Regions from separate parts of the Mus musculus genome. Here region 1 is linked to region 2. The links are chromatin contacts, called in public HiChIP or PLAC-seq maps. All regions are on one chromosome and are shown on one strand. The core of a region is the stretch at or near the end of the contact, and the rest is flanking DNA. Distances in the headings are between cores, read along the strand shown.

Region 1 (3,253 bases), core at 75-2,574, 45 kb after region 2:
TGAGGAAAGCTTACGGAGAAGTGGCTATGGAACCCTGTCAACGACAGGTGCCCACCTGCAACCCTGTCAATGACGGGCTCCCACCTGCAAGCTTGGATTAACTACATCCCAGTCCTCATAAAGTTGTTTTTGGTTGTTTTTAAAGAATTAAAATTTCCTCTTAAATCATTAAAATTCTTTTTAGGTAATATTATCTTTCTAAAAGTCACTGTCAAATGCTGTCCTTAGTTTTGAAATATTTCCTATTGGAAAACATTAAATATATTTACCTAAGGGTTATTTCCTATTTTTTTGACACTTTATGAACATAGTTAAAAAATTCTAAGAGGGGGCGTGTTCAGGAAAAAGATTTCAAATGCCTGTTGTTGACCAAAATTTATATTTCATGCCCAAATTCTTTTTAAATTTCCAAGTATTTTTTCTTAATCAGAAAAATAGACATGCGTGCATTAAAACATTTATTAAAAAGTCTGCAGCAAGTTCTAAGGTTAAGTGTCTTTCTACTCTGACAATACCACGCACTGGACTTCTGCTACGGATATTTATTAAGGATTGCTTCCTATAGAACACAATGTCTATAAAGTCTGGAAAACAGTAGTCTACGTTAGTTCATGTGGAATGGCAGGGTGCAGGCACTGGTCCTGGTTAACTCTGTAGACTCCCAGGCCAGCCTGGACTACAAGGGTTCTCAGCCAACAAACGTTACATAGTTACATAGACCTAGTTACAAAGACCTAGTCTCAAAAGCAAGAAATACAACACACGTACAGGTGGTTCTCGCATTCACTTCCGTACCTCAAACCTCCTTGACTCTTAAGAAACAATTCCTATATACTAGCCCTGCAGGCTCCAGCGTCCCTTAAATGGTACGCTGACATTTTTTCTCCACACACTCCAACAGTTTGCTGGTTAAAAAAAAAACAAAAAACAAAAAACCAAACATGCTTATTTACGTTTCGATGAGAATCCACGCCACGCACTTCCCCTGCGTTTGCGAGGCCACTAAGGTGTTTTACTAGGTTCGTCCCCTTCACCAGATACTTCGCCTACAATAAATATACCTTTTCCAAAACTCTATCAAAACCGGGAACTTTGAACATAACCTTCATTACTTCTCGTAGGTTCTGGGTCATGCTGCTCATCGTGGACGCAAAGCAAGAGTCTGGGCTCTGCGAGAATGAACTCTGGAAGAGACGTTTGTGAGAGGACAAGGGTGTGGAAGGTCAAGTCTGCAAGCCCGGCCGCTGTCGCGTCGTGCTCGGGAGAAAGGATCGCGCGCCCCGGTCGCCCTGGTCCTAGATGATCACGGGTTACCTTCACTCTTTAGCGCCCCAGCGCGCACGCGCAACCTTCAGGCCTCCTCGGCCCCTCCTTCCCCTCCCCTCCCCCTCCCCCTCCCCATCTGCGCCTCGCTGGCCGCGGACGGGGACCAGAGAGGGCGGTCTTCTTGCCGGAAGGTTGACGCGGACGCGCTTGCACGCTGCGCGCCTGCGCAGGTTCCGGCGTTCGCGATCAGTCGCGCGGGAAGCAGCGTGAAGAGCGGGTGTTTTGAGGGGACCCTGCGGCGATGGCGTCTGGCAGCAGTTCCGATGCGGCGGAGCCCGCAGGGCCGGCAGGGCGGGCGGCGTCGGCGCCCGAAGCAGCACAGGCGGAGGAGGACCGGGTGAAGAGGCGGCGGCTTCAGTGCCTGGGCTTTGCGTTGGTGGGGGGATGCGACCCCACGATGGTCCCCAGCGTCCTGCGGGAGAACGACTGGCAGACGCAGGTCAGTTCGCGTCTCTCGCTTCCGCCGCTCTCCCCCGGGAGGCGGGGCGCGCCCTGCAGCCTTGTGCCTTTGCTTTTCAGAAAGCCCTGAGCGCCTACTTCGAGCTGCCAGAGAACGACCAAGGGTGGCCGCGCCAGCCTCCCACGTCCTTCAAGTCCGAGGCCTAGTAAGCGACGGGGGTCGCGGGCTGCTCGCCGAGGGCGGGGAGGGACCGCCTGCTGGGCTTGGGCGTCCGAGGACCGGGACCTGGAAAAGGGCGGCCGGCGCCCCAGAGCTGGAAATCTCAGGGAATGCTTCCGAGGATGCAGGGTCACTTCCCAGCGGGACTTGTCTTTGTTGTTTTGGGACGAGTCTCACTGTGTAGCGCTTGGCTGGCCTGGAACTCGTCGTTATTTGAACCAAGCTGGCCTCGAACTCAGATCAGCTTGCTTCTGCCCTCTCAGTGCTGGCACGTTGAAGGCACATACTAGAACTGGCTTCCAACGTGATTTATTTTATTTTATTTTATCTTATTTCTTAAACCTGAAGATTATTTTATGTATTTTGAGGCAGAACCTCACCCTTTATCCCTGGCTGGCCTGAGCTTGGTGTGTAGACTAGGTTGGCCTCAAACACAGATCTACCTGCCTCAGAATCGAATGGGCTGGATTTAGAGTGCCCACCACCACACTGGGATGGAATTTTTGTTTAATGTTACCGTTATTTGTTCTTTTTCGAGACAGAGGCTTGCAATAATCCTGACCTCCAGCTCTCTTCCAGCCTCCCTTTTGCTAGCATTGCATCTGATTCCAGCACTCCCTACCCGAACTTTTTATTTGAGCCATATATGTCCAGGCTGACTTGGAACTCCTTTGTGGTCAAGGCTTGCCTTCCATTGGCCCAGTACTGGGATTAAAGGTTTGTGAAACCCTGGCTACTGAAATACACTTACTGACCTGAAATATTGGTGATATGTAAACTGAAGATTAGAAAAAAAACAGAGGTAGAGATTTTCTCCTGAAGAATGGTAACCTGTAAGTCTCCTTGTTTCTGCATAGTTTATCTGCTCTCCTCTTGCCAAAGAACGATAGTTTTTCTTTTGAGACAGGTTTGTTTCAAGTTTGATTAGTTTGGCACAAGTTTGTGTGTAGTTCAGGCCGGCATTGAGCTCCTAGCAATCTTGCCTCAGCCTGTGGGAACTAAAAACCATACCAGCCAGGTTTAATATTTGTTTTTAGTGTATGCTGTTCCTGTTGTCTCAATGCCCTGCCTCCGATTTTCATTGTTGTTGTTCTACAGTTTGCAGAATAAAACTAAGGTGCCGTACTGGGCCTTGTACACGAATTGGCCACTGTTCTTTCCAGAGTGTCTTACATGGGAGTTGTCTGTGTCAGAAGAGACGGGCAATCATCATAAAACAGCTGTGCTGAAAATTACGTGGGAAGTTGTTTAGAAAATGTTGGGTCTGCACACTCCAGAGGTTATAAATAAATAAAGAGTGGAGTCCAC
Region 2 (3,292 bases), core at 240-2,739:
CATTTAACCTTCTGCATTGAGTTTATCTCATCTGTTGACCAAACTTAACTTTAGTTCATAGCTAGACAGTATTCTTTCAAACTATTGTTTGAGGCAGTGCCTCACAAGTTCAGGCTGGCCTTGAGTTCCTTCTGCGGCCCATGTTGGCTTTCACCTCTGCATCCTCCTGCTCCTGCCTCCCAGGTGTCAGGAATTCAGACACGCATCACCACAACCAGCTTGTCCCTTAGAAGTTCAATAACAAAGATGACTGGATTTTAGTCTGTCTCCCTAAACATGGACTGTATTAAAGCAAACAGAATGAGCAGATTGGATGGGGTAGACAGTAGGCTTCTCGTCTACCTCCACACAGAATAAGGCTCCTGTAGTAATTTTTTTTTCTTTGCTTGAGAAGATAACACTTCTCAAGTATCAATTCAAATATTTAATGTGAAGTGTCTCATTTTTCTCCTTATTCATAAAGCAAACAAATTCTTAGTAAAACCCTCATGCCAGGTGTTGGGACTATGAGTTTTGAAGATGGTTCTGCTGGCCTCCATGGGCACACTAAGGACCACGCCCATGGTTCTGCTGGCCTCCATGGGCACACTAAGGACCACACCCTGAGGAAATGGAAGGTTTACTTTGACTCCTGTTACCCCGGCTGTGATGGCCAACTTTAACTGTCTACTTTACACAACTCAGAATCGCTTGGGAAGAGGGTTCCCAGGAGGAATTGTGAAGATCAGGATGGCCTGTGGGCATGTCTGTGAGTGATTGTCTCGATTGCTTGCTTTTAACTGCTGTAAGACTGGACCCAAAAGTGGGTGTCACATCCCTGCTTTTGGGTGCCGGGTTGTATAAGAACAAATAAATGAACAGGAAGCATGCATTTATTTCCCTCTGCTCTTGACTGTGGATGTCATGGGACTAGCTGCCTCAAGTTTCCGCCTTCACATCTCTGCTACAATTGGGGTGTAACCTGAAATTGGGAGCTAAATAAACTCTTCTTCCCCTAAGTCGATTTTTTTTGGGGGGGGGTCTGGGTTTTTAACACAGCAACAGAAATGCAATGGAGACAGTGGTGGTTCTACTTTTTGACTAAACTAGAGAGCCAACCTCGAGACTTAGAAAGAAAGGCCTCATGGGAAGAGGAGAAGTGAGGGGTCGCCAGAAGATGTGAGAAATGAAAGAAAATAGGAAGAGGATGTGGGAGTTACTTCTCTCACTGCTGTGGCAAAACACCTGACGAAGGGGACTTAGGGAGGTGGGGAGGGCAGAGGAGAGCACGTGGGGAGGGCAGAGGAGAGCACAGTCTGCATGTGGCGACAGCCTGTGAGGAAAGCGGGTGCATTTCATCCACAGACGACAGATGAATGCTGCTTCCGAGCTCACTTGTTCCTTTGTCCTGTTTCATTCAGTCTAGGACTCCCGCCAAGGAAGGTGTCACCCAGGGTAAGTGGTGTCCTCTCAGCCAACCGCTCAGCGAGCACCTTCCCCCACCCACCCTAGGATGAGTCACTGAGGTGAATCTAAATCCGGTGAAGTCGACCATGAAAATGAACTGTCACAAGGCACAGCAGAGAATTCAGGAGGAGGAGGAGCCTACACAGGCCTAGGATCAAGAAAACTCTTCTAGATGCAGTGAGCCATCAACAAATCATTGATGTGTGATGGAGCTGGGCAGGCAAGGGGCAGGAAAGGGTAAACAGATTGCAAGAGGCAGAGGAGGAGGCAAGATAGCATCTTAATGCCCGGTATCCCCAGTGCCCCACACAACAAGCATGAAATAGACCGATTTAGATATTACACAGAATAAGGCTAGTTTGTGCCTTAGTCTGATAGGTGGTATCACCCAATGCAAGCTTGAACAAATCCCTCTACATTTGGAGTCTTGCTGTCCTTGCTGCAAAGATGGATAATTTAGGGAGATTTGACAGAAGACCCAGGACCTACTTGTGAAGATCATTGACAGGAAGGGCTGTAAAACAATCAAACCAGGACAGCAGGACAGCAGGACAGCAGGACAGCAGGACAGCACTGGCATCTTGAAAGGAAGCATGTTTTGTTTTGTTTTCTGAGACAGGGTCTCACTATGTAGTTCTGGCTGTCCTGGATCTTACTGTGTATACCAGGCTAGCCTTGAACTCTCAGAGATCTGCCTGCCTCTGCCTACAGAGTGCTAGAATCAAAGGTGTGTGCCACTATGCTGAGCTGAAAGCAAGCATCTTAGGATCTAAGTGTTGGTTAATGATAAAAAATTAAGCAATATGGCATGACCTGTTGGTGCAGGCTTTTAATTCATCGACCTGGGAGGCTCAGGCAGGAGGACTGAAAGTTCACTGCACACCTGGGCTAAAGCATGAGTTCAAGGCCAACCTGGGCAACTTAGTGAGACTGTCTACAAAACTAAAATGAGAGCCAGGGATATAACTTAGTGGGAAAATGTTCACCTAGCATGCACAAAGCCCTGCTTCCAATCCCCTGCAAAAATAAAAGAAGTACATATAAATATATCTATTCCTTTATCAATAAGAACCTGCTGTCAGATCGACTAAGGGAGATTTAGTGGTCTGATAGGTCTCACGCAGTAGGTCAGGAAAGGAGTAGCATGCGCTTCTGTGGAGTCAGAAAACTAACTCTGTGGGTTCAGTCCCAGCACTGAAAAATAAAGTCTGGCAAACCAAGAGGGAAAAGGTGTGAGTGTTTAAATGGTGCTAGAAAAGAGCCCGTAGATGGGAAAGGTTGAGGGACCAGGGAAAGACAGCCTACGAGGAAAGCATGGGCTGCACATGGGAAGCCAGAAGAAGGTTTCCCGGGCATGCAGAAGATGTGTTCCTAGGCGTGTATCATCTACACTACACAGGGTGGATTATTTTTAGCAGGAATACGCACACACACCATATGACAAAATTATTTTCAGAAATAAGTGTGAAATGAAGTATGGAATAAAATCCTAGGCAAGTAAATGCAGAAAGAAAAAAATGTTCTGTTCTTGGGAGTTCCCTAATCCTCACCAGGTGATGTCCTGCTATGCCACACACACACACACACACACACACACACACACACACACACACACACACACACACGGAGGTTGCCAGGAAGAAAGAAACAAACAAACAAAACCAAGCTGCATCCCCCTGACCTTGGGCTCAAAGGTCAAGTATATCAGGAAAGCTAGGGTCTGTCTAGAAAGGAAAAGTATTCTTTTACTTCAAGACAGAATCCTGGGGCTGGTGAGATGGCTCAGCAGTTAAGAGATCTGACTGCTCTTCCAAAGGTCCTGAGTTCAAATCCCAGCAACCACGCG

Evidence for each region. HiChIP or PLAC-seq counts read pairs in DNA pulled down with a chosen protein or histone mark.
Region 1: a contact with region 2 is called in an H3K4me3 HiChIP or PLAC-seq map of the 230-238 cell line, with 47 read pairs. The contact joins the promoter of Acot13 here to the enhancer-like site in region 2. A contact is called at or near these places in 1 of 39 promoter capture datasets (liver), 6 of 484 Hi-C or Micro-C datasets (conventional dendritic cells, double positive thymocytes, germinal center B cells and 3 more), 14 of 115 datasets of contacts at active chromatin or transcription factors (the 230-238 cell line, CD8 T cells, the HPC-7 cell line and 8 more) and 3 of 9 other capture datasets (adipose tissue, liver and pancreatic islet).

Annotation. Positions count from the first base shown.
Region 1 is chr13:24,830,165-24,833,417 of GRCm38.p6, forward strand. Acot13 (acyl-CoA thioesterase 13) reads right to left here and starts at 1,325. Exons shown (of 3, transcript NM_025790.2): 1 at 1,062-1,325. The coding sequence starts at 1,142. Tdp2 (tyrosyl-DNA phosphodiesterase 2) reads left to right here and starts at 1,495. Exons shown (of 7, transcript NM_019551.2): 1 at 1,495-1,765; 2 at 1,846-1,931. The coding sequence starts at 1,568.
Region 2 is chr13:24,784,837-24,788,128 of GRCm38.p6, forward strand. No RefSeq gene overlaps it. Among named protein-coding and RNA genes, the nearest start is that of BC005537, 15 kb to the right of the region's middle. Within about 2 kb of position 1,490, at least 121 of the 459 cell types and tissues checked have an H3K27ac peak or open chromatin away from gene starts, as enhancers often do. A contact at or near this core is called in the 230-238 cell line, CD8 T cells, the HPC-7 cell line and 4 more, where this site is marked.